Linked DNA regions of Mus musculus: regions 1, 3 and 4 are each linked to region 2. The links are chromatin contacts, called in public Hi-C maps. All regions are on one chromosome and are shown on one strand. The core of a region is the stretch at or near the end of the contact, and the rest is flanking DNA. Distances in the headings are between cores, read along the strand shown. Region 1 has its middle 7.6 kb from the start of Gm24992. Region 2 overlaps Gm30978 (a long non-coding RNA gene). Region 3 overlaps Fgfr1 (fibroblast growth factor receptor 1). Region 4 holds the start of Gm39145 (a long non-coding RNA gene).

Region 1 (7,832 bases), core at 1,433-3,932, 190 kb before region 2:
ATATTGCTTTGTAGACAAAGTCCTTCTTAGGCTCCCCACTACCTAGAGAAGGTCTGAATATGGTGACAGACCCTCCAGGCAAGGCCTACCCTTCCTTGGCTACTCTGAAGGCTCTCTGCTCTAGCAGGGGAACACTAGGATTGCAGTTCTCAGGTGACACCTCTGTGCCCTAACTAATGTAAGCTCCTACATGCAGTGAGCCCCCTAAACACCTCTTTTCCTCTTAACTTTACCCACCCCTTGAGTTCAGACAGTGCTCCAAAGAAACAGCTACAGGAACAGAGTTAGTCTGAGCAACTCTCCTGAGTTCCTGTGCATGCCTCTTAGAAGAAACACTGAACTATCTATTTATGTGAATTTTGTTTTCTTAAGATTTGTGTATTTTGGGGTCTGGAAAAGTAACTCGGTGGTTAAGAGCACTGGCTACTCTTCCAGAGTATCCTGACTGGCTTCCTAGTGACTGACACACATGTGGTAAGTAGACACACATGCAGACAAACATCCACACACACAACATAAAAATATTTATTTAACACTTATTAAATATTTATTTTTTAAGTGTGTGTGTGTGTGTGTGTGTGTGTGTGTGTGTGTGGTAGAGGTGCTTGAGGAGGCCAGAGGATCCAAGCAACTGTAAACTATCTAATGTGTGTCCTGAGAATCAAACTCAGGTCCTCTAGAAGAGTAATACACACTATTAGCCACCGACCTTTCTTACTTTTACTATTTACTTTTATGTGTGTGAATGCTTTGCTTGCATGTGCGTCTGTGTACAACACGTATGCAGTGCTCAAAGCAGCCAGAAGAGGGCATCAGATCTCTGCAGCTAGAGTGAAAGAACTGAACCATGTGGATGCTGGAAAATGAACCAGGGACTGCTCGCTACATGAGCAGAGTTTGAGACCATCCTCACCTCCAGTTCCATGAGATCCTACAATCCTCTTCTGACCTCGTTGGGCACCAGGCATATACATGGTGCACATACATATACATACATAAAACATTCATATATATTAAATAAATAAACCTAAAAAGAAATTTAAAAAAAGAGCTGTTGAAGGCCTTTCCATGAATTTGATTGACAGCTGCTTACCTTGCCACCACCAATATTCCTTTTAGTCTAACCAAAGTTCCCTAAATTTTAAGTCCTCTAATATGGTATAAAAAGCTTATAGAGGGCTGGTGAGATGGCTCAGTGGGTAAGAACACCCGACTGCTCTTCCGAAGGTCAGGAGTTCAAATCCCAGCAACCACATGGTGGCTCACAACCATCCGTAATGAGATCTGACACCCTCTTCTGGAGTGTCTGAGGACAGCTACAGTGTACTTACATAAAATAAATAAATAAATATTAAAAAAAAAAAAAAGATAGGACCATAAAAGGGTGACTCCCACCTTAAAAAAAAAAAAAAAAAGCTTATAGAGAGAAGTTAATATAACCAAAAAACCATCTTAAAAACCATCGTATAAATGCATCTACTTTAAAACCCTGTTATTAGTACTATAGAACTGAAACTCACAACAGTTTCCACAGTCAGTCAATGGAATCAGCAAGAACATGAGAACTACTCCAGCAGATATAATCCAGTGTATTTAAAATAACCTCACTATAATGACTAAAGTATCCAATGCTAACACATTCTCTACACTACTCAGAACAGGCCCTTTATTTTATCAGGAAAAACAAAAATTCAAGATGTTTTTCATATGAACTGTTTCACAGAGCATTTCTCCAGGTTTATAATAAATCTAGTCCTAAAGTCTTTCCACAGCAACAAGAATGGAATGTGTGCAGCTTATGGAATTGAACCTACTACGCTGATCCTCAGAAACCAGGCAATCTTAGTATTTGGCCACCACTATGGCAAAAATAAAAAGCAACTGAACCGACGACATCTAGCCTTGAAAGAATGGACAGTCACCTTTAAAAAACAAACCGTGTGAAATCTTTGAAGTACACAGAGCTACCATCCTTTTGGGGTTCTGTGTTCAATCTCTGTACAGATATGATTAGTGTGAATCCAGAACTCTAAATTACAAATGTTGAAGGTAGGTGTAGTGACACTGGCCTTTCATCCCACCACTAGGGGTTGGGGGTAAGGCAGAGGCTGGCAGATCTCTGAGTTCAAGGCCAGCCTGGTCTACAGAACGTGTTTCAGGGAAGCCAGGGTTTCACAGAGAAACTGTCTTGAAAAGCCTGTAGTAGGAGAGTAGTAGCAGTAGTAGTAGCAGTAATACACTACTTTTGTATTGCCCACTTTGATTTCATAATTTAAAATTAACTTGGTAATGTAACAAACCTGCGTTTAGGACAATGGAAGTGTGCTATTTTGCTTTATACCTATTTTAAAACTAGAAGCCACCCAGCAGCTAATAAATAACAACAGAAGGGAAAGTCAAGTTCTACCGGTCCAAATTACACCAAAAGCTAACCTTCTTCTTCTGTAACTCATATGGTCTTTTGGTTTTTAGTTCTGTTAGATCCCCTGCCTCAGCCCCCACTTCGAGGCTCTTGTAGGTTGTTTCTACTCAGAGTTTAACGTGTTACCATTAAGCTATAAATGGTGATGGAGCTCTTAGAATAAATAATAAAACCCCACAGGATTCTAAGAACCTGACCACACCTCCGCAGCACCAAGAAGGAAATGAATAATAATGTTTACCTTCACAAAAAGCAGCTAGAATTGATAAGCATCTCATCTATTTCCCAGAGATGAAAGGCAATACCGGAATTTGGCACAGTAACTTCAGTAGAAGACCAATCTTTCAAACAGAATAGATCCTCCTTGAAAATGTTTTGTGGTAACTACAAATTTTCGAGTGGCAGTGGCTGTTCTATTTGTCTGTTGATCATTCTGCCCCAAGAGAGCAAACACTAGATTATAAGATTTACTATTTTGCCAAGAAACAAAATGAACTGTTTTCAGTGACGTTTTATATATGCATATACAAAACTCTGGGTACAAGTATCTGGTTTCTGATTACAACTTGGGCATTTTCTCTCAATGTGTGAACCCTGTGGTAATGCAAACACGCATTTAAACCTTTATCTAACAGCACTCTCTCTTTCCAGACACTTTGTAATCTTTAAGTTTTCCTGTGGCTTTCCCCCCCCCCCCCCCCCGAGACAGGGTTTCTCTGTATAGCCCTGGCTGTCCTGGAACTCACTTTGTAGACCAGGCTGGCCTCGAACTCAGAAATCCGCCTGCCTCTGCCTCCCGAGTGCTAGGATTAAAGGCGTGTGCCACCACACCCGGCTCCTGTGGCTTTTTGAGACATTTTGAGATATCAAAGTTTATGGTTTGAAAGGAACTTCTACCAAGCCAGAGTTAGTAGCACAGACTTTTATCCCAGCACTTGGGAGGAGGAAGGTGGATCTCTGTGAGTTCCGGACCAGTCTGGTCTACATAGTGAGTTCCAGGACAGCCAGGGCCACACAATGAGACAAGACAGAGAGAGACAGAGAGGAGGGAAGAAGGGGAGAATGAACGAGTGCCTATCATTTTGGTTGAGGCTAAATGAAAATTAAAGGCTTTGACTTATAGGAAACTTTCCCTGAATGGCTTTCTAGCAATCATTGTAATAAAACAGTATTATCCCACAAAGGCACTACAGCCTTTTCCTAAGAGAACTAACATTCTGTATTAGTAGCCTTATCTGTGGATCTTCACTAAAGGTACTTTCCAAGGTAGCCTTTCAAAAAAAAACAAAAAAACCAACTAAGCTGATGACTAATTTCTGAGTTTAAGTGCAAAACCTACTGGCTTAAAAAAATAAATAACTGGGGCTGGAGAGATGGCTCAGTGGGTTAAGAGCACTGACTGCTCTTCTGGAAGGTTCTGAGTTCAAATCCCAGCAACCACATGGTGGCTCACAACCACCCATAATGAGATGCCCTTTTCTGGCACGTCTGAAGACAGCTACAGTGTACTTATATGTAATAAATAAATCTTTGGGCCGGACAGAGCAGGAACTGAGAAAGCAGGGCCGACCGAAGTGAGCGGAAGTCCTAAAAATTCAATTCCCAACAACCACATGAAGGCTCACAACCATCTGTACAGCTACAGTGTACTCATATACAGAAAATAAATAAATAAATCTTCAAAAAATAAACAATTAAAAATTAACAAAAATAAGAGCTGGGTTGGAAAGATGGCTCAGACAATAACGGTGTCCTCTGCCGAGCCTGACCTGAGTTCCATCCAGGTTGGGGGAGAGGAGAGAACGAATTCCTGTAAGTTATTCACTTCACATTTTCATGTGACTTTACTCACTTTTCAAAGATGTAAATCATGTCTAGTTAGTGAAGTTCCAACTAACTAGGATTTCCTGATCCTAGCACAAGCTCTCCCCCTAGCTCAGTCTCAGATAGCTGGACTACCACAGCACTAGGCCTCAGACTTTGAGAGAGGTTTTTTTTTTTAAGTTTTTATTTTACGTGTAATAATTGGAGCCTCCTGACTGATGCTCTAGATATAGAAATGATGGTTGTACAGCCTGTAAATATACTAAAAGTCACCCCACTGTACACTTTGAAAGAGAAGTTTTAGCCAGGTATGACAGTGCATGCTTTAGAAGATGATGTCTGTTCTGTGAGAGACTGGAGAGGCAGATAAGAAGACTTCTGTGAGTTCAAAGCCAGCCTGGTCTACATAACGAGTTCCAGGCTAACTACAGCTATATAGTGAGACCCTGTCTAAAATAAAAATTAATTAAAAATTTAAAAGCATGAGTTTTAATAAGCATGAATTATGTCTCAAAAAACCTCCCACAACTAGACACATTTTTCTTTTAAAAAATTAAGTATGTATATTTCACAATAAAATTTATATTATCCATCCAAAGAATTGCTGGTTTCAATGTACATGGTAAATGTGCTGAAAACAAAATCTCTTACATTTATCGTTGAGGTCCAGTAATTAAAAGGTGAAGTAGCAGAAAGGGCTAGAACAAAACGATATCTGAACACAGTCACAGAGTCTGCCTGTGTACAAGTAACAGGACTGAGGCAGCATAGCAGAGCAAGGGACAGCCAGGTAAGAAAGATGTGGAAACAACTGTTCACCATGTAGATGAAGACAGGCAGCACTGAACTGGCCATAGTGGCACACAGTTAATTCCAGCACTCAGGGGGCAGAGGCAGGAGGATAGCTGTGAGTTTGAGGCCAGCCTTGTCTACACAAGAAGCTCTAGGATGGCCAAGGCTACACAGAGAGGCCCTATCTCAATGAATGAATGAATGAATGAATGAATGAATAAATGGTGACATCTCATCATACAGATAAATGATACACCATGTAGACTACAGAGCTATTATAAAAGGTAAAACAAAGGCTGAAGAGGTGGCTAGGTGATAAGAGCATGTGATGTGAAAGACCCAGGTTTGATTCCCATCACCCACATGGTGGCTCACTACTTTCTTGGACACCCAACACTCATGTGGTACCTAGATGCACAAGCAGGCAAAATACACATAAAATAATAAAATAAAATTTAAAATCTTGTAAAAGGTAAAACAAGAATATTTAGGAAGAGCAAAAGATTCCCTCTTTCTGATTTTCATTGTCTCTTTGTTTTGTTGGATAGGGTCTCACTATGTGGCCTGACTGGCTTGAACTCTCTATGTAGACCAAGCTGGTCTTGAACCCATAAACATCCACCTCCCTCTGCCTCCTGAGCTTGAATACTAACAGACTGCTTTTCATTCTCTAGGCATTAGTAAGAACCTCTGTTGGGAGCTGGAGATAGATGGCTCAATGGTTAAAAGCACACACTGCTTTTCCAGAGGACCTGAGTTCAATTCCCAGCAACCACATGGTGGCTCACAATCGTGTGTGATGGGATCCAGTGCCTTCTTCTGGTGCGTCTGGAGACAGCTACATATGATCACAGCACTTTCTGGAGGCTGAGGATCAAGGTCAAAGGAACATGGTGGTCTACACAGATAGTTCAGGCCAGCCAGCATTACATAGTAAGATACTGTCTCAAAGAAACAAAACCCAAAGACAATGTAAGACAAATAAGTACTTGAGTCAGTCTGAGTTTTCACTAGAGTGTGACAGTGAGGGCCACAGGTGAGAAGATAAGCTGCAGTCAACGCAGGCTGTGCCTCCTGCTCGCTCTCCCAAGTCTGTCCACTGCCTCCCACTCACTCACTGCTTATGCTGGAAGAGTCCTTACCTTAACCAGAACATGTTTCCTAACTCATGGTGCTATTTCCAGCATTATCCATCTCTGACCATGCTTTACAGCATAAACAGTAAGCAAAAAGACATGTGTGGCTTGACTAAGAAATGTTCCCCCAAGGCTCTTGTATTTCAACACTGGCCCCCAGTTGGTGGCATCAGAGGAGGGTACAGTAGCACCTCAGGGTAGAGAGCACTGCTAGAGAGAGGGCTCTGAGGATTAAAGCCTCGCCGCACTTCCTGCTTGCTCTCTCTGTTTCCTGTCTGGGATATGTCATCAACCAGCTTCCCAGTTTTCTCTCCATGCTTCCCCAACCATCAGGGACAGCTTGCCCTCTGGAACTAAGCCAAAATAAACACCTCCATAAGTTACCTTTGGTCATAGTATTTTACCACACGGGGAAAAATGTAACTTAGGCGGGAAAGATGTGGCTCAGAGGTTAAGAGCATTTGTCGCTCTTGCAAAGGCCTATAGTTGGGCTCCCAGTATCCACATGGTAGCTTACAACCATAGCTCCTGTTTCAAGGGATCAAATACCCTCTTCTGGCCTCTGTGCATACAAGGCATACATACTGCACACATACATACATGCAGGCAAAATACACATATCTCAATAAACAAACAAACAGAGCAGGATTTAACCTTAATAAGCCTTTGTATGCCTCAGAACAAATCAAAAAAGCTGAAGCCCCTGATACTGTGGCACCAGCCTATGTAGTCAGAGACCTGCAGGGTCCCATTTGCCCTCCACCATGTTACCTTTTCTCTCTCAGCCACCACTCAGTCTTATGATTCCATTCAGGTGTTAATACACTCCAAGTGGCCTTAAAATGCCATATCACATGTGCTCTAAGCCAGGTCAAGTCCTCCTCCACTAACAGAGCATTCTACATTTACATTCCATCACAACACTAAATAGTATAGGAAAGAGGTGTGTGTGTGTCTATGTTTTTGTGTGTAAAGTAAGCATGATCTCAAATATCTACACAAGAAAGAACACTAGAATACTTGACTCCATAATTCTGAGCACCCACTGCTGTCAATTACCCTTTCTAGTCTGAGAAGGTCCAGGGAAGACTCATGCCAGCTCCACCTTCCTTCCCATTCTGTTACTACTGTAACGGGAAAGAAACCAAATGTTACAACCCAGCAACCCCTCCCAGCCCCAATCTATTCAGATTTCTCTAATAGCGCAAGTGTTTACTATTAGACACTGAGCTAAGTCTAACAGTAGAGAGGTGAAGACTCAGACAAGGTCCCATAATCCTAGAGCCTACACTATTCGGGAGAAGTCAATACAGGGAACACTGGGGGCAGAGCTCCCAGAGCAGTCCTGATGAGAGCAGCGCTTCCTGTGGAGTGCCTGCATTATGTCAAGTCCTGAGCACTAGAGATAAAAGATAAACAAGACAGACTCAGTCCCTCCTGGCAGTAAATATCCAGGCTAAGACAGTGAAATGTGGGATATCACACACGTCCAGGCTGAGAAGAGCCAAACGGTTCTCTGAAAGCTGACAGTAGATAGCACTTCAAAAAACTTCAATGAAGAATTTTCAGAGCTCCTCAGTATTATAAATACCAAATTGGCTTTTGAAATGTTTTTTCTTGAAATGCTGTGAAATCAAACGAGATGCATTTAATGAAAA
Region 2 (7,882 bases), core at 576-3,075:
ATACAAGAGACAGTTCGTGAGGATTCATCTTATTTGGCAATTTTGTCAGTGGCTAGCTCTGCAGGTCTTCTTCTCAAGATTTTGGTTTCATACCTACCCAAAAGGTGGGTGTTTGGGAGTCCCTGCCAGTGACAGCTAAAGCCTGGAGAGACAGGGGTGGGTAGGGAATTAACAACCAGACAGGACTGCTCTAGGCCCAGAACATGTCAGCCTACAAGATGGCAGGCCCCAGGGTTCCTCAGGTTGATGTTTGTGCCCTGGTAAGTGTGGAGGTACCCAGATAAATGTGGGGGTACCCAGATTCTGAAGCTTGTGCTTGGTGGGGGACCCTTAAGGAAAGGGTTGAGCAGAGTCAAGAGATGTAGAGATACAACAGGGAGACAGTCTTTCTTCTGGTCATCCGGAATTTAGTCCTTTACTACCCTGATATACAACTGCTTCTAAAAACGGAGACCACCTCTTCTGCATGTTGACTGTCCAGGAAGCTGAGGAGATTTTTTTTAATCTCCTCACTCTCTTTATCTACCCCTGGACTTCTCCCTGTTATGGAATCAGTCAGCATTCCACTGGTGTCCCCAGCCTGGAATGAAACACACAGCCCAGCTTTCCAGTCAGCCAGACTGAGTGTGGCCGCCACCCCTCAGGTCAACTGTCATCTTAGAAGTGATCTGAGAAGGTTCTAGAAGCATATCCCTGGAGTTGAGAGGTTTCTAGTTTAGAGCCTAGAAGTTGGCTATGTGAAGGGCCCGAGACATAGCAAGCTTTAGCAAGCTGAGGGCAAGAGGCAGCCTTAAGTACAGGACTCTATTCTTTTCAGCCTCCACGACACAGATGAGTACTACTGAAGTTGCTTGCTTTAAGCTGAACTAGAAGAATAGGTTGCTATGACCTGTGAGACCGCAATCCTACTCCCATCAGCGAGGTTGTGTTCCTCATTTAGGGTCAAATGAGGAACAGTTTAGTTTAGTTTATTTTTCCTCCTCACACCCAGAGGGGTTTTATAGCCACCTTATTGACCTTTGGGGTGCTATGACCAACCAGATACTGACACATTGGGGGGGGTGCGGGGAGGTTGCACACCTCTTAGTCCCGTGGGCGTTGTAGAATCTGAGCTTGGGTCTTAAAGTCCTACATTTCGTCTGAGTTCTCCCTGCAGGCTCTGCACCTGGGATCGGAGGAATGAATAGAGAGCTTGTTTTAGTAGGAATTTCTTCCCTCTGCTGTTTGCTTTGGGTTTGTTCCCCTCTCCGTTCCTGGCTTCTAACCCAATATTTGGCTTTCTGTAAGCACTAAATATATATATATTTTTCATTAACACCCCCCCCTCCCCCGCTAAACATGGCTTCCTACCTGCTTCCCACCACCGGATCCCCAGCCTGGAATGAAAAACACTACCCAGAGGGCATGGCAGAGCGGCTGAGGCTGAGCGTGGGCAATTCCGGGGAGGAGGGAGGCGCAGCGCCAGGAAAGAGGAGCACTCACCCACACGGGGCATCTCCCAGTCCCAGTCAAGGGAGCATCTGAAGGAAGGAGGGAGGGAAAGGGAGGCAGGACAGCCACACTCTGGCTTTCCGTACCCTCGTACCCTCTGCACCCTGCTCCTCTCCTGGTACAGTGAGTGCCTCCTAAGAACCCCAGCACTTCCAGGGACAGCAGCCAGGGCCAGGGCACACAAGACCTCCCAGTTACCTACCCTCACATCCCACCCTAGACTGTGCCCTGGGGGTGGCTGCACCTTCCTGTTCTCTGTAAACAGTCAAGTCTGTAGCCTGAGCTGAATGGAACCTGGCAGTGGAAAATTCCCCTTGCGCAGTCTCACAGCCTCTTAGGCAGTGCCTAAAGCAGCAGCTATTGAGTAACTAGCCTTGGCCAGCTTGGCCCAGGAGATCCATCACTTAGGAGCCTTCGGGGGAAGGGAGGCTGCTTCTAAGAGGCAGGTTAGGAGGAGACAGTGGGACCCCAGCTCAGGACCTCCGTAGTTCCTGCCTCCAAAGAGCCCATCCACAGACTTGGTTTTCCGAGTCTGGAACCCTGGCAGTCCCGTGTCTCTGTCTGGCCCGGCAGGAAAACCTCGAGACAGCTTCTTCCTATCCCTGATTTACAGCCTTGCTGTGTTTCTGAGTAAGGCTGACAGGCTCTGCAATTCGGTGGTGCATGCTTGATTTCTGCTTGGATCTGAGGCTGCTCAGGAACAGAAGAAGTGGCTTCGGAGTGTAATCCTTCCTGCCTGAACTGTTGCTCTCTGCCCGCCCCAAGATGCATTGGTACCCTAGCGGGCCAGCTTGCCAGTGTGCGCGTGCGCGTGTGTGTTGCTCATAATCCTGGTGGCTAGCATGGACTTTCTGACCTTCCTCTGTGCTCTTGTTTCCTTCTTCTTTTCCTCAGAGTGTTCCCCAGGCACCCAGCACAGTAGGAACTGCCAAGGGACTCAAGAATCCAGTTAAAGTCTCTAGCCTTGTGCAACTTACTACTCGATCAAAGAAATCAACTAGGAATGCCAATCTCTGCAATATAAATCCCCTACTCACTCGCTAACCAAACCCTGCCTGAATTCTGCTTCTCAGATCAGCCAAGCCCAGACTGTATTGGCGATTCTCAGGAGTGATGAATGCCATGATGAGGTCTACTCCTACTGGGCAAGTTTGGGTCAGCCCTCACTGAAGTGTGCTGTTACACGTAGGTCATGAGTCCTGGTCTTAACCTCTTACAAGAGGGTCCCAAGTTTCTCCTCCTAAGAAGATAATGGATTTGACTGATCTAGCTAAGCTTAGAGGTTCCTTGCCCGATTCCTGCCCCCAAAATTTGTGCTTAGTCCTTAGCCCGAGTGAGCTGTCACCTGATGGCTTTCTTCCCTATTACTATCCCTTCCTCCCAGCCCATCTGGATCACCGGAAACTCCCCTTTGTTTTGTGTGGGATGGACACACACTTCTTCATTCCATTCTAACATCAAGCAAGGGTAGGCCATGTGCCAGGCACTGAGGTAATGCTGGAGGCACAAACTTGTCCTCTGGAGCCCATTGACACTTGAATATCACAGTCTTACTTAGGACTTGACTTCATGTCTTGCAGTCCTCTGGGTTATAGGAAAACTATGTTAGTCTTCCCAGTATAGAGACACATGACCAAACTCAGAACCTTAATTGTTTGCCCACATTTAACTGGTGGGAGTTACTTGGGTTCAAGTTTCTCCTTTGCCACTATAAACTTTGGCTCCTCCTCCTTCTCCTCCTCCTCCTCTTCTTCCTTCTCCTCTTCCTCTTCCTCTTCTTCCTCTTCTTCCTCTTCCTCCTCCTCCCCCTCCCCTCCTCCTCCTCCTCCTCCTCTTCTTCTTCTTCTTCTTCTTCCTCTTCTTCCTCTTCTTCCTCTTCCTCCTCTTCCTCCTCTTCCTCCTCCTCCCCCTCCCCTCCTCCTCCTCCTCCTCCTCCTCCTCCTCTTCTTCTTCTTCTTCTTCTTCTTCTTCTTCTTCTTCTTCTTCTTCTTCTTCTTCTTCTTCTTCTTCTTCTTCTTCTTCTTCCTCCTCCTCCTCCTCCTCTTCTTCTCCTCCTTCTTCAAAAGACCAGTGTCAGGTTGTAAAGATAGTACACACACAGAGAAGGCCCATTACAGGATTACCCATCTTTCTCATTGGCATGAGCTGTGTCCTGTGGAAAATCTCCCTAAACACTGATCGAGATGGGAAGTCCTACTTCCATTCCCTCCTGTCTGCTGGATTCCATTTGAGAGCAGGGTGGATGGGGGCAGGGCTGGGAGAAAGAGAAGGATGTAGCCCACAGAGTCGAAGAGACACCCAAGACTTAACCACCACAAGAACTTGGTCCTTGGTATCTCAGTGGGCAAGGCTGGGCTTGTTGTCATCTTGCCCAGTCACTGGTGATGGCAGCGTAACCTCGGTGACAGCTTCCTCTGAAGAGATGAATGAAGCAATTATATACTTGGTGCAGAGAAGATTCCAGAGGGAGGAGATGTTTTCAATGGCAATAGCCCCAAGATGGAATATTTCAATGAGTCAACAAACAGAGATACTGGCACCGGCTTCCCTTTAATGGTCTTGTGAGCACTTGCAAAGCTCCGGAGGTGTTCTTGGCACAGTGGCCCTTGTCTGAAAGCTTTTATTTTCTTCTTCATCTCACACACTCCTCCCATCTCCTGCTGGGATTCTGAGCTTAAATTCTTAGACAACAAAGGCAATGATCAGAACCCCAGTGGGTAAGTTCTTAGGCTAAAAGGAGGGTTTTCTCATGGCGCAATGGTACCCTACCTCATCCCACCCCCACCTCCCAACTCCCCGACCCCCCACCTTCTGCTTCCGCTGCCGCCATTTTTGTTGTATTTTCAGAAACATCAGATGACCACATTTGAAGGGGTCTCTTGGGAGTTGCTCTGTACCAGCTTATAGTTGAAGAGAGTAGCTGACAGTTTGTTAGTCCTACTCAAGATCTGACTGGTGACTTTGGCGTTTTATATAACCTTTGGAAACTGGGAGTAAGAGAGGGGGTATATGTGCCAGACAGTGGTGGGCAGCCCAGAAAAATCTATGGTGTTTATCCACAGAGAAGGACAGGTCACGTATGAGGTGACATGCAATGCCCTTGGGATTGGAGGTGAAAAGACAGTGAGCAAAAACCGGTCCAGGCCACAATGCAGCGAGAATATGGTTCTGTGGAAGTTGGTATAGGTGAGACTTGAAAATCGGAGTTTCTGGGAGAAAGACACCCCCCCTGCCCCCATCCTTTACAGATTCACAAACATCTTTCATTTTGCTTAAACAAAGGTAGCCCAAGATGAATGGATATTCCTGGGTCTACCAGCAGGCCAGTCCTTGAATTGAATGAGTTGGTCCCTGGAGACCACTCCCCAGTCCCAAGAGAATCTTCTCTTGACCTGTGCCTTCAGCCAGGCCTGTGCCCTCTTGTTGACACCAAAGATGGCAGCTCCTGGGGGGATGGGGGTGGAGGATCGAGGTCAGAAACAGAAACTGTAATTAAACCTGTTTTTATCCTCCCTCATCCACAGCAGGAGGTTATTCTTGATGCTCAGTGAGGGGGAGGAAGGGAGCAAAAGGCTGCTTTTAACCTTGTGGCCTTCTGGTGATTGGGTAGCGAGGTTTGGGATGGAGATCTCCTAGAACATTTTTTTTTTCCCTGAGTCTCAGAAACTGCAGAGCGCGCTGCTTCAGAGACAGAGAGCAAGGGCACTCAAACTCCTGCATCTCTGACTTGGGGTTGAATGCGGGCAGTCTCTGGAGAAGTTCTGCTTTCGAAAACCAATGCAGGTGTGGCCTGTGTTCTCCAAACTAGAGTCCTTCATCTTTGACCAAGCAGGCCTTAGAAGCAGGCTGCTTCCTTCCTCTTCCCTCCTCTTCCTCTGGATTCAGGCCAGAGCCTTCCCTCCTAGCCCTCAGACCAGCAAAATAGCAAAGGCTGTGGATTAGCCATTGGGCCACTTCCTTTCCTAAGGCTATTCCAGGTGCCTTAGGAAGAGCTGTTTATTCTTCCTGCATCCTCCCTAGGTGTGTTTTCTTCTCCATCAATCTCTTAGCCTATTTTTCATCACCCCAAGGGTGGACCTCCCCCCCACCCCCAGGAAGTGCAGCCAAGAGCACAACTTGGTCTGGCCTCTTGCAGAAAGGATTTCAGTGTCTCTCATTCAACCAAAGCCAAGGACTAGAAGCAATGAGTTCTTGGAGCATATACTACAGACAGTTCACTTTCAAGAAGAAAAATTACTATCCACTGAGGATTCGCCTTGAAAATGAAGCCTGCGAAGATCCTGTTCCTCTTGGCTACACCTTAGGGGCTGCGTTCTTGTTCACGTGTGTTTTCATAAACAAAGCCCCCCATCTCATGGGGGGGGGGGGAGCATCCCTCCCCTTCAGTTCCTTCCTCTTCTTCAGCTCCCCTTTCCCCACCTGCAGGGCCAGCTGGAGCCTACAGTGTTTCCCACACGTGTATGTGCAATTTCCGCCCACAATTAATAGCTCCTTCTCTGGTCTGGGACAGCATTGTGAGGTGTCTCCTTGTCAGAAGGTAGGGTAGCTCTTGAAAACTTTCACCCTGGAAGGCTATTGAGGGTATCCAGCCTGGTTTCTGTCTACAGTGCCTCTTGCTGTATCTCTCCCCCCCCCCCCCATCCCATCACCCATTTCTGGCCCTGCTATCTCATGTCTCTAATATCTCACTTCATCCTCTCTACCCCATTTCTGGCCATTGTCAGTGTTAATCCCACTGGGCAAGAATAAGAACGCTACCAGGATTTTGAAAAATTGAAGCAAGCTTTAATTAAATACTAGCCAGGGTGATGGACTCAGGCCAGGTCCCAGAAAATGGCCACGTGTTACTGCTGGCTCGGTACTTATAAAGGCAAACCGGTAAAACTCCATACTTCTCGATTTCTCGTCCAATGCGAACAAGCGTGCATCCTGACATACTGACATACTTCCAGCCTACCTACCTCTAGAGCTGTGATCAAGTACATTGGGTGCAGTTGGGTCAGCCAAGCTTGTTTAGGGAATTGAAAACATGCAGGATGTTATCTTATGTGCACGGCAGCCTCCAGCATCTCAGGAAGTGTCTGTCTGTCCATGGACAACAGGCACTCACAGGTTAGAGGTATTTCATTGTATGGATCTTGAAGGCATAGTAATTAAAACTTAAAACATGACTTTGGCTCTCATATTATCTCTGCTGGGACCACTCAGATATTTGTCTCTCTCTCTCTCATTTTTTTTTTTAATGACAAGTTGGGTCTCACTATGTAGGCTCTGGCATGGGTGTTACTATGTAGACCAGGCTAGCCTGGAACTCACACAGCTCCACCTGCCTCAGTCTCTTGAGTCCTGGAATTGAAAGTGTGTACCACCACACCCTACTCCTCTTTGTTTCTGTCCTTACTATCACTCCAAACCGAGACCTAGAGATTTTTCTAAATTTCAACATGGCTGTGTTTGGAGACTGCTTGGAGATGATGTTAGAGAGTTGTCCCTCTAGGACTCCTCGTTCCTCATCCTCTGTCTCCCCCCAGATCCTGCTTTCCCCATCAGCATGTATTCTGGGTCTTGCTTCCAGACCTCTGCTGGGAATATCATTATTTCAGGGCTGGTGTGCTTGGGTGTGTGGGTGTGCTTGTTAACACACAGCCCCCCCCCCCCCACACACACACACACATATCCACACAGGTATCAATGAAAGCCTGGCCTGAGTGTGATAACAACCCTTTTTTTTTCCATAATATTTTAATTAATTATTTGGGAAATTTACATCACGAACCCCAAGCACCCTCATTTCCTGGCCCTCCCAGTTCCACTCTCCACCCTTGGGACCTCTCCCCCCATTGAAAAGAAAAAAGAAGAAAAAAGAAAAAAAAAAAGAGAAACACATACACATACACACACACACATTCACATACACACATACACATAGACACACATACTCTCACACACATATACAGACAAACAAACACACACACACACACACACACACCAAGTCCAGTTTGTGGTTTGTGTTGCCCGTATATTCACAAGAGCATGGTCAAACTCCTGGTGGCCAGCCCCTTAAAGAAAACTGAGTCCCTCCCTAACCACACCTCTGCCAGACCCTGTCAGTTGTGGAGAACTACATTTCGGCATCCCTACCACAATTTTTAGGAGTTCTCTCTGATGGCTTTCTGTCTAGGCTGTTACTTCTTCTGGCAGGGGTAGAGGTGGGGTGGGATGGGGCACAGACATCAACAGATCCACAGTAGGACCACAATAGATCCGTGGTCCCAGACATGGCCCTTGGCAGCAGCATGGGCAGGACATCACCATGATCTCAGGTGGCAATATAAGGGTCCATGATTCACAGATGATACCCTGGACTCAAATAGTATGTAAACACAGAGTG
Region 3 (7,086 bases), core at 1,029-3,528, 130 kb before region 2:
CAATGAACTCCTTAATCATCATTCAAGCAACTGGACTACACCCCAGCCCAGAGCATGTACCTCCTCAAAATGCTCCCTAGTCATGGAGGACCAGTCCCACCCAGTGTGCTAATCAACTGACTTCTGTAGGCTGTGTTCATACACCACTCTGGGAAGCTGCCATTGCTCTAATCTAAGGTATCTCACAATACAACTTCCGTCTGGAAGTGGTGGGTTTTTAAACTTAGTGCATACTATAGATGTGTAATATGGGAAAGGGATTAGCTACTTAACTGGCTTAATCCTCTCATCTCCCTGATGCACGTGGATTCCTTCTGGCCTTCTCAATGAGCAAATGGAAGTAGTTAAGTCATGGAGTCTGGCCATTGAGGACTCCACCTGTGCCCCGACCCACCCCACTCCCATCCCCCATTTTACTTTTTTGGAGACAGGGTATCACCATGCAATCTTGGTTGACCTAGAACTCAATATATAGACCAGGCTGGCCTTGAATTTAAGAGATCCACTGGCTTCTGCCCCCTGAGTTCAGGATTAAAGACCATCACCTTTTGTTTTCAAAATTTGGGTTACTAGGCCATAACCCCAGGCTGACACACATACTTTCCTTTAGAGAGCCAGTTTCAGCACACCACTGGAACCTCCGACAGCACGGCAATTGAATGCATTGCTTCTGTGCACCAGGACATGCACGTACCCAGCAGGCAGTAAAGATTCTGAATGCTGCTGTGTGTCAAACAAGAGGGAACCAGTTCCAGAGTCCTTCATAACTTCAGTGTGTTCTGGTTCGTTTAATTTCCTTTTAGACAAGAGTCTCACTGTGCATCTTCAGCAGGCCCTGAACTCACGATGTAGACCAAGTTGTCCCTGAACTCAAGATCTACCGGTCTCTGCCTTCTGAGTCTGGGATTACAGGCATTCACTACCAGGACCAGCCAACTTCAGGGTTCTTGCTGGTCTACTCCCTTCTTGGTTTCTACATGCCATGTTGCTTCAAAGCCCTCCATTCTCCCTCCCAGCTATTTCCTGCATATGTGGTGGAACCAAGCTCTACCAGCTGCTAACAGCTGCTAACAAGCTCATTGGGTACAGTTTTAAGCTCTAACATGCGCCTGTAGCGACATTAGACACAGCACACATTCTACACAGAATTGTAATAGTTGTTGCTGCTACTTAATAGTATGGCCCTGCACTTGTGCCATGTCCAATTCTGTACAAGACATATTGGTCATGTCCAGAGTCTGACAATGCTATATCCAGGCCAAAAGTTCCCGCTTGCAGGTAGGTCTGTTACTTCAGAGGACAGTGGCTCTGACAGTATAACCTAACACTGTCTGTGTGTAGGAGGATATTTTAGCTTGCTGGCTCCACCCAGTGGCAGTTGATAAACAGAGTTCATTACCATTAAGGCCGATTTCTTACTTCATCTATGTTCAATCTTACTTACCTGAAATCGATACATTACATTAACAGAGCCAGGGGACTGATGGCCTTTAGCCTATGGCAATTAGAAAAGATGGGGAAGCAGTATTGATTGATGCCTGGGCCATATTTTAACCCCCAGGAAACCAGACAGATGCTGTGCTCTGACAGTAACATCTTCATTCTGTAAGCTGGGTTCCCCCTCCCACGAGACCTAATCTGGTCCTCTAAGTGAAATAGCCATTTCATTTCCCTTCATGTCAATGTCACTACTTTCTATTTGATAGCCACCCCTGTCCCAGGGGCCGTCTGCGGGCAATCTGAATAGTAACAGAGGGGACTTCAGTTCCTTCCAGTTCCTAGCTCCTCTCCTTGAGTCACACTAAGCCCTTTCTGTGTTCTCCTTCCATCCACACAGCAGTGAGTCAAGTAGACCTGAGGCAGAAATAATGTTCAGTTTTAACAAGAGAAAGAAAAAAAAAAAAAACCACTATGATACACGGTCTCCAAGAAAATGAGTTTGTGCTAAATTCATTCCCTAGCCCTCTTTGCCAAATGATGTCTTCTTTCAGCATAAAAACCATTCATAATATTTTGACAGTTACATGTGTACAGAGAGAAACAACGATAAGAACTCTTATGACAATGACCCAAACCACAGCTGCCAAAACTGCATTTAAAGAAGCAGCCCTAACCCCTACAGATGAAATCATACTGAACAGGTTTGTATTCAGCAGACCCAGAAAAAAAAGACCAACCAACCAACCAAACAAACAAACAAAAAACAAAAACAAACCCTCTAAGGCTTGAGTGGTGTGGGTTTGAATAAGAGACCAAGGTACCAAAGCAACCAGCAGGTGGCAGAATTGAGTTGCCAAGTTGACCCCAACCAAAGAGATCGTTTTCTGTTTCCTGAGGGATGGGTGGAGTTTGTGAAGGAAAAACTATAGGAAGCCAAGCTCAGGGACAGACCCAACTGGGTAACAGAGACCAACAGGGAAGGGGAGGATATTTACAGGAGAGGAATATGAGGAGTAGGTTGGGGAAGATAGACAAGACATCTGAATGTACAGGGTCTAGGGTTTGGGTTTCTGTCCAGTTCTACCCTCTGGCTAACCTCATCCTCTCACTCTCTCCTCCGAGGAAACAATCAAGTGTGCGAGCTTGGCTCTCTGCCCTCAGGACCTCAGTCTTCTCCTGCTGTTCCCAATGCATCGGGAGATAGAAGGCTTGGCTGGGAGGTCTGGGGCACAATCCAGGAGACAGAGGTCATGGGGGGCAGGGGGAAGACCAGCTCATGGCCCTTTACCCCCTGTCTCCCTCCTCTGCGCTGGACACCTGCTCTCTTTTCACACGCCCAGGATAAAAATGAAGCAGCAGCAATTTTTTATTGAGGGAAACCTAAACTGAAAATAGGTTTAAAACATAATTTAAAAAAATAAAACAGCAAAAGTAGCAAAAAAATATATGACCTTTTAAAAAACATTTTCCTTTTTTTTTTCTTTCTGTTCGTTTGTTTTTAATATATAGCAACGGATGCTACCCTGGGCGTCTCCCCCATGGGTAAATCTCTAGTAACGACCCTTTTTAAAAAGACATGTAAATATATACTCAAGATTTATACACTTTGTGTTTTTCTTCATAGCTATGTACAGAGCCCCAAGTCTAGGGCTCAGCCCAAGGGCACATCACGGCTCCCAGTCTCTGCCTCCCTGTCTTCTGGTACCAGGCAGGTATTTGGTCAGCAAAGCAAATTAGTATTGGAATTAAGAAGCTACTGGTACCATCCATCTGGAGCAGAGGTTGCCTTCGGTTAAGGCCTAAACAGAAACCTCACGGCTTCCAGGAGCCCCAAGGCCCCTGCCGCCAGAACAGAAGGGGCTGATGGGTCAACAGGAATGCCCCGGATGCTCCACTTGCTTCCGCTCTGCACACCTCCAAGCAGTGCCAGGCAGCGGGGCGGGTCTTGGTCCAACACCTGGGAAGGAGGATGCGGCCGTCGGCAAGCACCTGCCTCTTGGCTCCTCTCTCACACAGCAGGCTAAGAAGAGGGAGAAGAGGGGTCTTGGGGGTGATGGAGGGGGAAGGCCACAACACAGGAAGGCCTCAGTCAGGCACTGGCTCTTGCCAGCGGCAAAGGAGGAGGAGAAAGGCAGTGTGTCCAACAAGGGGATTGTGGGTGAGGGGCACGGGTGACGACGGAATGGGAGAAAACTGGGGACAGGGTTGGTAGTCAGCGCCGTTTGAGTCCACTGTTGGCAAGCTGGGTGGGGTGTCGAGGCAGACAGGGCTCCTCAGGTAACGGCTCATGAGAGAAGACAGAGTCCTCCCCTGAGGAGCAGGTGGAGCTCCGTGTGTCGGGAAAGCTGGGTGAGTACTGGTCCAGCGGTATGGACAGGTCCAGATACTCCTGTGACAGAAAGGGATCGGTGGGTGGCACCCAAACCTTCCCAGGAGCCTATGTGACAGAGGCCCAAGTTCCAACCCCGGGGGACAGCCCTACCTGGTTGGAGGTCAAGGCCACAATGCGGTCCAGGTCTTCCACCAACTGCTTGAACGTAGGTCTCTGAGAGGGCACTGCATGCCAGCAGTCCCGCATCATCATGTACCTGAAGCAGGATGGTGAGGTTAGAGAGAGAGGAAGGACCAGGGCAGAGCTGGACCAGAGGGCTTGGGGAGGGATGGACAGGGAGGCCACTTCTCCCAAAGAGACCTTTCAACCCCTGCCCACCATGCTCCTGCTTCCTTCAGAGCCAGGCTTGAGACCTCAGGAACCTCGAATAAGCCACCATCACCTGAGGAAGCTGTCCCAACATCCAACCCAGCTTGCCAGTGGTGGATCCAAACAGTGCCGACTACTAACCCCCCATCCTTCCCCTCTAGCCTATGCTTACAGCTCATTGGTACAGTTACTGGGCTTGTCCATTCGATGACCCTCCTTCAGCAGCTTGAAAAGTTCCTCCACAGGCACACCGGGGTATGGGGAGCCACCCAGAGTGAAGATCTCCCACAAGAGCACTCCAAAAGACCACCTACAGGGGAACACGGTTCCACGGTGGCTTAGCACAGAGTCAGGCTGCCCTAGGAGTTCCTTCCCAAGTCCTCAAGAAGTTAAGAGTAGTAGGTGTGCATCTTGAACCTTTCTCACCTCTTCAGGGACCTTAAGTTCAGGGGGGCAGAGCACAGGAGACAAGAGGGCAGCAAGAGACTATACTATGCAAGGAAGCCGGAAGCACACTGTTCATGGGACAAGACAATGCTACCCCTGCCCCAGTGATGGAATAAGATTCCCACCAGTTTAGCATGCAGGGCCCTTAGAATTCTTTCTCCTGCATATCCCAGGCAACTGTGTATTTCAAACTCACACATCGCTCTGGTGTGTGTAGATCCGGTCAAACAACGCCTCAGGGGCCATCCACTTCACAGGCAGCCGGCCCTGCAAGCAGCAGCAGATGTGTATAGGCGGGATGACACAGAGGACTCACGGGGTGAACGGAAGATGACGGCGCAGGCAGTGAGTTGACAAGGAGGTGGGAGCCAGGGCATGGGACACGAGTCCACAGCCCATCCTACAAGCCCTTTTATGTTAGACCACTCAACCCCACACGAATACAGCAAAGACATCGAAGCAGGATCGAAGTGGGCACGAGTCTAGTGGTGTGGAGCCCCACGCCGCGCCAAGCAAGAAACTTACGTTGGTGGTTTTCTTGTAGTAGTCGATATGATGAATGTCTCGAGCTAAGCCAAAGTCTGCGATCTTCATTACGTTATCCTCGGTCACCAGGACGTTCCTAGCAGCCAGGTCTCGGTGTATACACTGCAGAGAGGTGGAGACCAGAGGAGATGACAGCCCTGAACTGTCACTTACCCATCCAGTCCCCTCTACTCCAGTACTTACTGCCACAGCGGGCAGCGGGACCGTGTTACCTTGAGGGTCTTCTGCCTTCACACCTCTATACCCTCTAGATTTTCCCAGATCCTCTCGACGACCCCTCCCAAATATTCTTTAATTCCAGACACCTCCAACTGTAGCCTTCTCAGTCACTGTAACAAGCCTGCCTTTATGCCTTTTTTTCTTGATCCTAACCTCTAGCTTTTAGATTCGTACCTCCAAAGCAGACCACCTGGGCCCATGATAGGTCTGTGAGGTGTGTGGGTTGAGCGTCGCCCTCCCTGGCCGGGCACGCCTGCTCAAGCACTGAAGCCGTGCTCAGAATTTTCACAGACATAGTTAATTTTATCGTCACAATAATTCTACTATGTAGAAATAAGTACTCTTATTTTGTATCTGAAGAAATATGGGGGCTGGAGAGAAGAGAGTGGTCTGGAGGCTCTTCCAGAGGTCCTGAGTTCAATTCCCGGCACCCATGTGGTGGCTCACAACCATCTATAACAGGATCTGAGGCCTCTCGTCATGTAGATGTACATGAAAGTAGAGCACTTATATACATAAAATACATCAATAAATATTTTTTTCAGCTTTTCGAGACAAGGTTTCTCTGTTAGTTTTGACTGTCCTAGAATTTGCTCTGTAGACCAGCTTGGCCTCAAACTGAAGAGATTGGCCTCTGCCCCTTGAGTGCTAGGATTAAAGGCTGCACCACCGCCACTGAGCAAATAAATGCATCTTTTAAAAAATTAAAATTAAAATTGAAGAAAAAGAAATACAAGGCTGAGCCAGGCGTGGTGGTGCACGCCTTTAATCCCAGTACTTGGGAGGCAGAGGCAGGCGAATTTCTGAGTTCGAGGCCAGCCTGGTCCACAGAGTGAGTTCCAGGACAGCCAGGGCTACAGAGAAACCCTGTCTCAAAAAACCAAAAAAAAAAAAAAAAAAGAAAAAAGAAATACAAGGCTGGGTTCAGTGGCACATGCCTATAATCTATAATCCCAGCCCTTGAGAGACCAAAGCAGAATAATTATAAATTTCAGGCCTATCTGCCCGAGTCTACGCAGAAAATGGTTACATAGACTCAAACCTAATTCAATCTGATCCCAAGACCACAAGGCTCTCCTAACTCTGAAAACCTAACACAACACAAGGGGCCAAGCTCCATGCACCCACAGCTCTAAAGATTAACAGGTGTAAGCTGGGGACAGATATAGTAGCCCGTGTTAACATCCCAGCACCAGAGAGACTGAGGCAGAAGGACCATGAATCAAGGCCGGTGTGGACGATATAGCCACAAGTTGGAGTGCTAACTGGATAAAGTCCCACCCTGCCTCTTGCGGGGAAGGATGCATTCAGTCTCCACACCTTCTTAGAGGCAAGATACTCCATGCCCCGAGCCACCTGATAGGCACAGGATACCAGATCTTTGGAAGACAGCTGTTCCTCGGGGTTGTGGCTGGGGTTATAGCAGTACTCCAGCCCAGGAGGCCTCCGGGCCTGTAGATACTCCCGGAGATTGCCTTTGGAGGCGTACTCCACAATGACATAAAGAGGACCTGAGAGCAGAGAGAGAGAGAGAGAGAGAGAGAGAGAGAGAGAGAGAGAGAGAGAGAGAGAGACACCACAGGTCAGGCAATAGGTCAGGGAGGGGAGCTGCGCCTAATGGAGGCCCCTCCTCCTGATGCCATAGTCCACTGTCTCCCATGCCCGGTGTAAATGTTTCCCTGCCGCCTCCAGAAGGGAACAGGTAAAACCATTCTTCCCGAAGTATCCAAAAG
Region 4 (7,272 bases), core at 555-3,054, 170 kb after region 2:
AGGAAGCCACTTCGAATCATAATGGTCTATGTGTTGCATTCCCAGGTGTGCTTAGAACCTGTCCTAAAAATGTCTTTTTGTCCTTCCGACTTGAGAACTATTGCACTATCCTCCTGCATCCTTTGTTGTTGAAAGCTCCTGCCCAATCTGAGTTTCCTTGTGAAGAGAGACTCCACTAGACCTCTTTCTTGGGCGCACGCTGTTTCTCTATCTTCTCCCTAAGAATTCAAAAATCATTGTACCATTCCACCTGTTTCTTTATTTCCTCCCTCCCTCCTTACATTTTTGTAACTGAGGATGGAACCCAGGACCACAGCATGCTAAACCATGCTCTATCATGGTGTTGCACCCCCCCAGTCTCCTGCCTCCTTAGTTGTCTATGATGCTGACTTAGGTAAGACTCCATCCTAGGCAGGATGGACCGGGAGAAACCACACTGAGTCAACACTGGCTGATGACTGAGGATATAAAGTTTCTCAGAAGCTGGTGTGGCGACGTAGTAGGAGTCTCAGTACCCATACTACAAATCAGCCCTGAAAACAGCAGAAGCAGCCAAGTGCCAGGGCTGGAATGCTAGGCAACTGAGCTCTCTGCTCCCAGTGAGGCCTCTCAGGCCACTCTAGGACAATGCAAAAGATTGTCATGCGTTCTTTGCAACTTGGCTGAGATGGTTTTCACGCAGGCCTGTGGGCCATATTGTTCTTCCTCTCTTGGCAGATCTTTGGCACCCACTCTCCTCTCTGGCTGCCGGCAGGCCTCCCTGTAGCTGTGCTTTGGCCTGATTAATGGAGTCCAGCTTTCCCCCCAAGGTGCCTGGGCAGTGGGGGTTAAGTCATGCTAGAAGCCCTAATTGCCTGGTCACTTTTATTTTGGGAGGGGTGTGTGTGTGTGTAGACTTCCTGTTTACGGCGCTTTCCTACACAAAGCAAGGCAGACACATGATGTTTTAAGAGTTTCTTCATTCAAGGAGAGCCAAGAAACAAAACCGGAGTCTGCTAAGAAAACAATAGAGGCCGTGGCTACAGAGCATTCTGGCTCTGGGAAACGACTGGGTCCCCTTTGCGGGGGTGGCTGCCACCACTCTGCTGTACGTGATGACTGCCAGTTATTAAGCCTGTCTGGCTGAGGGGGAAGCCAATGAAGAAAACAACAATAAAAGGGAGATAAATGGCTCCTGAGAAATAGGAACTATGCAGGCTGGGGGGGGTGGAGTGGGGGGTGGAGCCCCTGCACTGGTTTAGAGTTTATAGCCAGGAGGATAAACACCACATAATTCTCAAACGATCACCATTTGGAGATGATAAAACAAATAAGAGAAAAAAAAATTCCCTGGAAGAAAAGTTTACAGGACAGAAATCGTGATATCCTGTGTAGAACATTCACGAATTCTGTCTTGGGTCTGGGGTATGCTCAGAAATAGCCTTCCAGCTTGGTTTCCGAGTTTTTGAGGGCCACAAGAGTCTCCCTTACATCACTGGACGACGGATCTCCACCCATCCTAGCGTTGAAGGAGAGGCGGGGTGAGCCCTGGCACGTCCTTGTCGGGGTGCAGGGCGAGGCTGCTGTGCTCCTCCGAAAAGGATCCCCTCCTCATCTAAGTCCAAAACGCCGACCGCGCAGAGGCTGAAAAGGTCTCAACTTCCTGAAAGATGCTAAAGCAAAGAGTCCTCAACTGTCCAGAAACACGGAACTTATGGGATCTACGGAACTGGTATCCCAATCTTGATGTGGCTGGAATGTCCCCGGTGCTTTTGAAACCCTGTGCTTGGGCCAGAGGTCACTCCCGTCCTCTGAATCCATTTGCCAACAGCTTAGACGCAGGCAGCCGGCGCCCTCTTGAGGAAGAAATGCGTGCCTGTCCAGCGGGCTGGAATGCTAAGGCGGTCGCTAGGTCCTGTGGGCCTCCTCTGCACCCCAGCACGCCTAAGGGGAAAACCCAGGCTTTTCTTGGAAGAGTCTGTTTTCAGTTCCAGCTGGTCTACTGGCTCCCAGTGACTAATGAGGCACCTCTGCATCAGTGGTCCTCGGGACCTCTCGAGGGAGTAGGCAGTGAGCAAGCACAAAGGCCTGGGTCATTTGCAGCCCTGAAATGTTATGGTCACGAGTGTCTGATCATTGCCAAAAGGCTCCTAACACCCTGTGAATATGGCAGAAAGTGTGGCGGGTAAAGAAAGGTAGGAGCGAGCGGTGCATAATACACACTGGCACGTCTACAGTAGCTCCTGCCTGTGGTCCTGACACCTCGTGCTGGGAGCCAGAAGGGTCTCTAGTTTGAGATCCTGCTTCAAAACAAACCCTAATGAGATACAGGGTGGGCTGACTGTTTTAAACCACACAGAAAGCCACAGGATACAGACAATTGGGGGTGGGGAGGTGGGCATCATTCTCAGGTGTTCTGAGTAGGCTCGGAAGGTCTGGCAGCAAAGAAGTCCTTGGCGAGAGGAGAGGCTGACCTTACTGAGTTACCTTTGGCCAAGGCCATAGAGGCCACACCCTGGGCCGTGGGATTCGGAGGCTCACAGGCATCGGTGTTTACTCATCTTGTTCAGACTCCAGGCAGATGCTTCTCTACCACCTCATCCGCATGCGTCACTGTTGTGGGTTGTGGTCTGCCAAAGTTGAGACAAACACAGGGTCACATGGCTGACGCGCTTGGGTAAGAGGACAAACAGATTAATGCACCCAGGGCTCCTTCTCAGATAACATCTATGCAGTGGGCTGAACAAAGGGTGATGTCCTGGAGTTCTGGCCATCCTCCCTGTTCACGCTCCGCAGATGCCCAGGGGTTAAAGGAGTATCTGCAGCCACGTACACAGAATGAGGAACGTTTTGAAACAATTTGTAACCGGTCGAATACTTGAAACACGTCAATCCTTTATCTTCTCGGCCATCTGGAACTGGGTAATGGTGGTCTATGCAGACGTTTGGTCCAGGCACTGGGGAGGCAGAGGCAAGATGTCTGAGCTTGAGGCTAGCCTGGTCTACAAAGTAGGTTCCAGTACTACACAGAGAAACTCTGTCTCGAAAAACTAAAACCAAAACTAAAGCCAAACCAAAACCAACCAAACAACCAAACAGCCCCCCAAGAGCCAGATGGTTACAGAACACTAAAGCTGAGGACATTAAGGGATGTAGCTTAAATTAGTATATATGTAGCATAAATGAGGCCCAGGTTCAATTCTTAGGAAAAACAAACAAGCAAACAACAAAAACACAAAAGAACTGTTTTATAGGGCTGGAGAGATGGCTCAGAGGTTAAGAGCACTCACTGACTGCTGCTCTTCCAAAGTCCAGAGTTCAATTCCCAGCAACCACATGGTGGCTCACAACCATCTGTAATGTAATCCAATGCACTCGTCTGGTGTGTCTGAAGACAGCTACAGTATACTCATATAAATAAAATAAATAAATCCCCTTTTTTAAAAAAGGAACTGTTTTATATAATTTAGTTGAATCCTCAAGTTTTAAAATATAATTTAGTTGAATTTTCAAATTGTTTTTTCAAATAATCATTATAAAAATTCACACCACACATTGAATATGAATTTATGTAATTATAAATAATTTTGAAAGGGATTCGGATTGGTTTGTAGAGTGCTGAGAGGGCCTGGCTTTGCTGATGCACCACTTGAATCTGGAGGCAGCCCATGAAGAGTCTAAATGTTGGTCTGGAGAGGACTGGCTGCTCCTGCAGAGGACCTGGGTCCAGCACCCAGCACCCAGCACCCAGCACCCAGCACCCATATGGTGGCCAACTCTCTATAACTCCAGATCTAAAAGCTTTGATGTCCTCTTCTAGCCCCTGTGGTCATCAGGTGCACATGTTGTACACAGGATTACATGTAGACAAAACACATATATCTATAAAATTAAAATAAATAAAGATTTTTTAATCACAAAAAATAAATAATATTGAACACTTGAATAAAGTAACTTCTTTTGAAAACATACATAAAAACCATTTTAACTTCTAATTTACAGTTGTTATATTTTAAGTAATAATATGCTTAAGTTCTGTACACGTTGAGACAATAGCATTTAAAACCCTTCCTTATAGCTCACCTTAATAGAACGTAAATTACTTGATGGTGACCATAGTCGTGATTTTTCTTAATTGAAAGTATCTCTGTACAATAAATGTATACTTTGTTATAAATAATGCATGTCTCTGTTTAAGTTCCTATTCAAGTTTCACTAACAAAAACCCAGAACACTCAGACATGCACAGTAATAATTGGATTCAGTTGTTCTATTTTGCTCACATGTGTTGAGCACAGGCTTTTCAGTTTTGTCATTAGGAAGAATTTGTCATGGTTAGGAACAGAGGACATATTTTATGTAACAGTTTTTTAGTGTCTTTTTGTTGTTTGCTTGAGTTCCTGGAGACGTGCGTGGTATATATGACCAATCTGTACCATTGGTTAAGGTCCCCAAAGACCTGAGAGGAAAAACAAGGATTTCCTTCTTGAAGACAAAGAAGCATCAAGGAACTGGGCGTATTGTGGCAGGCAAGGCTAGAGGGCGTAGGCAAGTCTAGCTGCCATGGGATGTTTGAAGGATCCCACACTAACACTGGGAAGCCATTGGGGTTTAAACTACAGAAGGTGGGTTGTTCTGCTTGCTGTATGACTGAAAGCAGGAACAGAAATTGGGCCCACTGGAGGCCTCTTGCTTTGGCTCTGATGAAATACCAGGTATGATCTGTTTTCTTTGAGGGGTGATGATGAGACTTCGTCTGAGGGAGGAGTTGACAGGGCTCTCGGGTAGATTGAGTGTCTGTGACAGGGAAAGGAAAGCCTGCTTTCTATGCTGTTGGTTCGTGTGGCTGAGTTTGCAGCCATCTCCAGCATCTGTGGCATTGTTTCTAGGACTTCCCCAGAGATGGCCAGACTGCAGATGCTCAGACCAGGGTTGCATCTAGTCTATGCTTATCCCTCCATGTGCTTCAAATCATCTGCACTTAAGGTCCCTAATACAGAGCGAATGCTGAGTCTAATTGTTAGACTGCCTTGTTTAGGAGATTATGACGCACAAAGACCATAACATGATCCATAGAGATGGAAAATGGTCTTACCACCAGCATTTGTTTGGATCCTTATATATGGAACCCATAGATACGAAGGTCCCATAGACAGACAGACAGACATATAGCTATAGATAGATACTTGAAATAGAAATTTGGCTTTGTACAAGCGTGTGAGTTTCTGATAATAGGGGGGAAGTTAATGAGACAGCAGAAATTTTCCTATAGTGCCTGCTCAGAGCCTTATCCAGTTTGCAGGGCTCACTGGGGCTTGTCACCCATGTCCCATCAAGCAGTCAGTCAACTGTTGCTACAGTGTTCTCACAGAATAGCTCAACTCTTTGCTGAGCTCCTTCTGACCTTGAAGTCTCAGTCAATGGGTAACACAGAGGGACTCTGAGGATCTGAATTTCAAAATGAATACCCTCCCTCCCCCGTCCCCTTCCAAACCGGGATTACGGGCATGTATCACCCCACACTCAGTGCAGAGGATCAAACTGGCTCCTTTGCCAGCTGAGTTATATGCCCAGAGTTCCCAGTAGGACTTCCCAAAGACTGAAAAGTCAGTAGAAATATCCTCTCCGACCATCTTCCAGCCGCCGGATCACACTGCTGTGATCATTTTGATGGTACTCACACAGTGTGTCTCTGTACAGGTCTTGTTTTGATGAGCAAGTTGATGTAGATGTCACGATGTATCCGGTAGAGTCATAGCTCTGTGTACTCTAAACCACAAGATATCAGAACAAGGACCCTCAGGGCCGGAATCATAGCTCAGTGGTGGAGCACTTAATCAACATACACAAGGCCTGAAGTTCTATTCCCAGCACTGGGAAAAGGAAGGAAGGAAGGAAGGGAATGAATGAATAAATAAATAAATAACTAAAAAAGGAATGTGAGAGCTCAGCTGCTCAGCCTCTTTGTTGCCCTAATGAAGTGGGGATTAGAACTTCATTGTGACATTGGATGGCCACACACAGCTAGCTGGTGACAGACATGAGCTGACCCCTAGGCTGAGACTTCAAGTGCACTTCCCATAAGTACAGCCCCTGCCCCAGGGTAACATGACAGATCACACGGTGGAGAACGTGACAGTGAGTAGGTTTAAATGTCTTCCTGCGGCAGTGATAGACTTAGGTCATTTCCTAATGGGTAGAGTCTTAACAGGCCTCTCGGAGTTCAGAGTTCTTTTCTAAGGGTAGTAAGCTTGACCCAGTCTCTACCACCAATCATCATCTGTTGAGAATCTTAGCCTGTGTAGCTAAGGCTATAGAGAGTGGGGCCTCAGTGATCCTATGGTGTGTGGGTGGGGAGGGGGATGGTAGGAGTGGAGAAACTGATGTGACTGTTCCAACAGAGATTGTCACTGTTTACAGGGTCACCAGGGATGATTCAACACTGACAGAAAAGTCAGGGGAGGGGAGACATATGCAGCCCTGGGTCATACAGAGGGACAGACAGGAACTAAGCAGGCCTGAAGGAAACCAGAGACAATGGCGGTTCAGGGAACAGCTTGTTGCAAAAACCAAGTAGCAATCAGCAGGATCCAGGACATCTGAAGGATGCCAAAACCTTGGTTATGACTGTGGTGGTGGTGATGTCGGGGGGTGGGGGTGGGGCCAAGGAGGGAGCCAGGAGGCTGAGGTACTTCTGTGAAGAGACACCATGACCAAGGCAACTCTTATAGGGACAACATTTAATTGGGACTGGCTTACAGATTCAGAGATTCAGTCCGTTATTATAAAGGTGGGAGTATGGCACCATCCAGGCAGGCATGGTGCAGGATGAGCTGGGAGTTCTACATCTTCATCTGAAGTCCACTAGGAGAAGATGTGCAGCTTCCAGGCAGCTAGGGTGAGGGTCTTAAAGACCATGCCCACAAGCCAAGCAGTGGTGGCATACGCCTTTAATCCCAGCACTTGGGAGGCAGAGGCAGGCAGATTTCTGAGTTTTGAGGCCAGCCTGGTCTACAGAGTGAGTTCCAGGACAGCCAGGGCTGCACAGAGAAACCCTGTCTCAGAAAACAAAAACAAAAAAGACCACGCCCACAGTGACACACCTACTGTAACAAGGCTACACCTTCAAATAGTGCCACTCCCGGGGCAAGCATATTCAAACCACCACAGCCATCGACTGAAGTGACATCAGATGGGTGTCAGAGCTCTAGGCCCTCTTGCTATTTATTCCAGAGGGTCAAGAAATGCCCTAAATGAGGGCTACATTCCCATCATGGTGGCTCCCTGCCTCCC

The links. A called contact is a pair of places that touch in the nucleus more often than the background predicts.
Region 1: a contact with region 2 is called in a Hi-C map of the G1E-ER4 cell line, with 2.0 times the contacts expected there. The contact joins two enhancer-like sites. A contact is called at or near these places in 4 of 39 promoter capture datasets (the HPC-7 cell line, cranial neural crest and embryonic stem cells), 1 of 15 datasets of contacts at CTCF or cohesin (the NIH/3T3 cell line) and 2 of 484 Hi-C or Micro-C datasets (the G1E-ER4 cell line and nephron progenitors).
Region 3: a contact with region 2 is called in a Hi-C map of the G1E-ER4 cell line, with 2.6 times the contacts expected there. The contact joins two enhancer-like sites. A contact is called at or near these places in 14 of 484 Hi-C or Micro-C datasets (the G1E-ER4 cell line, the HPC-7 cell line, LSK cells and 8 more), 4 of 115 datasets of contacts at active chromatin or transcription factors (bone marrow-derived macrophages and embryonic stem cells) and 5 of 9 other capture datasets (adipose tissue, embryonic stem cells, embryonic trunk and 2 more).
Region 4: a contact with region 2 is called in a Hi-C map of uterus, with 5 times the contacts expected there. The contact joins two enhancer-like sites. A contact is called at or near these places in 1 of 15 datasets of contacts at CTCF or cohesin (pro-B cells), 24 of 484 Hi-C or Micro-C datasets (the C2C12 cell line, the G1E-ER4 cell line, the HPC-7 cell line and 17 more), 14 of 115 datasets of contacts at active chromatin or transcription factors (DN3 thymocytes, the NIH/3T3 cell line, bone marrow-derived macrophages and 9 more) and 3 of 9 other capture datasets (embryonic stem cells, embryonic tail and embryonic trunk).

Annotation. Positions count from the first base shown.
Region 1 is chr8:25,620,416-25,628,247 of GRCm38.p6, reverse strand. It overlaps a transcript of Nsd3 not described here. Among named protein-coding and RNA genes, the nearest start is that of Gm24992, 7.6 kb to the left of the region's middle. Within about 2 kb of position 2,682, at least 29 of the 459 cell types and tissues checked have an H3K27ac peak or open chromatin away from gene starts, as enhancers often do. A contact at or near this core is called in the G1E-ER4 cell line, where this site is marked.
Region 2 is chr8:25,434,489-25,442,370 of GRCm38.p6, reverse strand. The region is part of intron 1 of Gm30978 (a long non-coding RNA gene); the gene reads left to right. Among named protein-coding and RNA genes, the nearest start is that of Gm30978, 16 kb to the left of the region's middle. RefSeq lists enhancers at 268-2,183, 914-2,439. Within about 2 kb of position 1,825, at least 152 of the 459 cell types and tissues checked have an H3K27ac peak or open chromatin away from gene starts, as enhancers often do. A contact at or near this core is called in the G1E-ER4 cell line, the N1E-115 cell line, the NIH/3T3 cell line and 9 more, where this site is marked.
Region 3 is chr8:25,570,488-25,577,573 of GRCm38.p6, reverse strand. It overlaps Fgfr1 (fibroblast growth factor receptor 1), which reads right to left. Exons shown (of 18, transcript NM_010206.3): 13 at 6,674-6,864; 14 at 5,114-5,236; 15 at 4,785-4,855; 16 at 4,314-4,451; 17 at 3,923-4,028; 18 at 1,856-3,829. The coding sequence ends at 3,653. Among named protein-coding and RNA genes, the nearest start is that of Gm16159, 18 kb to the right of the region's middle. Within about 2 kb of position 2,278, at least 52 of the 459 cell types and tissues checked have an H3K27ac peak or open chromatin away from gene starts, as enhancers often do. A contact at or near this core is called in the G1E-ER4 cell line, bone marrow-derived macrophages and uterus, where this site is marked.
Region 4 is chr8:25,269,778-25,277,049 of GRCm38.p6, reverse strand. Gm39145 (a long non-coding RNA gene) reads right to left here and starts at 6,004. Exons shown (of 3, transcript XR_001778746.1): 1 at 5,661-6,004; 2 at 2,467-2,609. Within about 2 kb of position 1,804, at least 244 of the 459 cell types and tissues checked have an H3K27ac peak or open chromatin away from gene starts, as enhancers often do. A contact at or near this core is called in the G1E-ER4 cell line, the N1E-115 cell line, the NIH/3T3 cell line and 9 more, where this site is marked.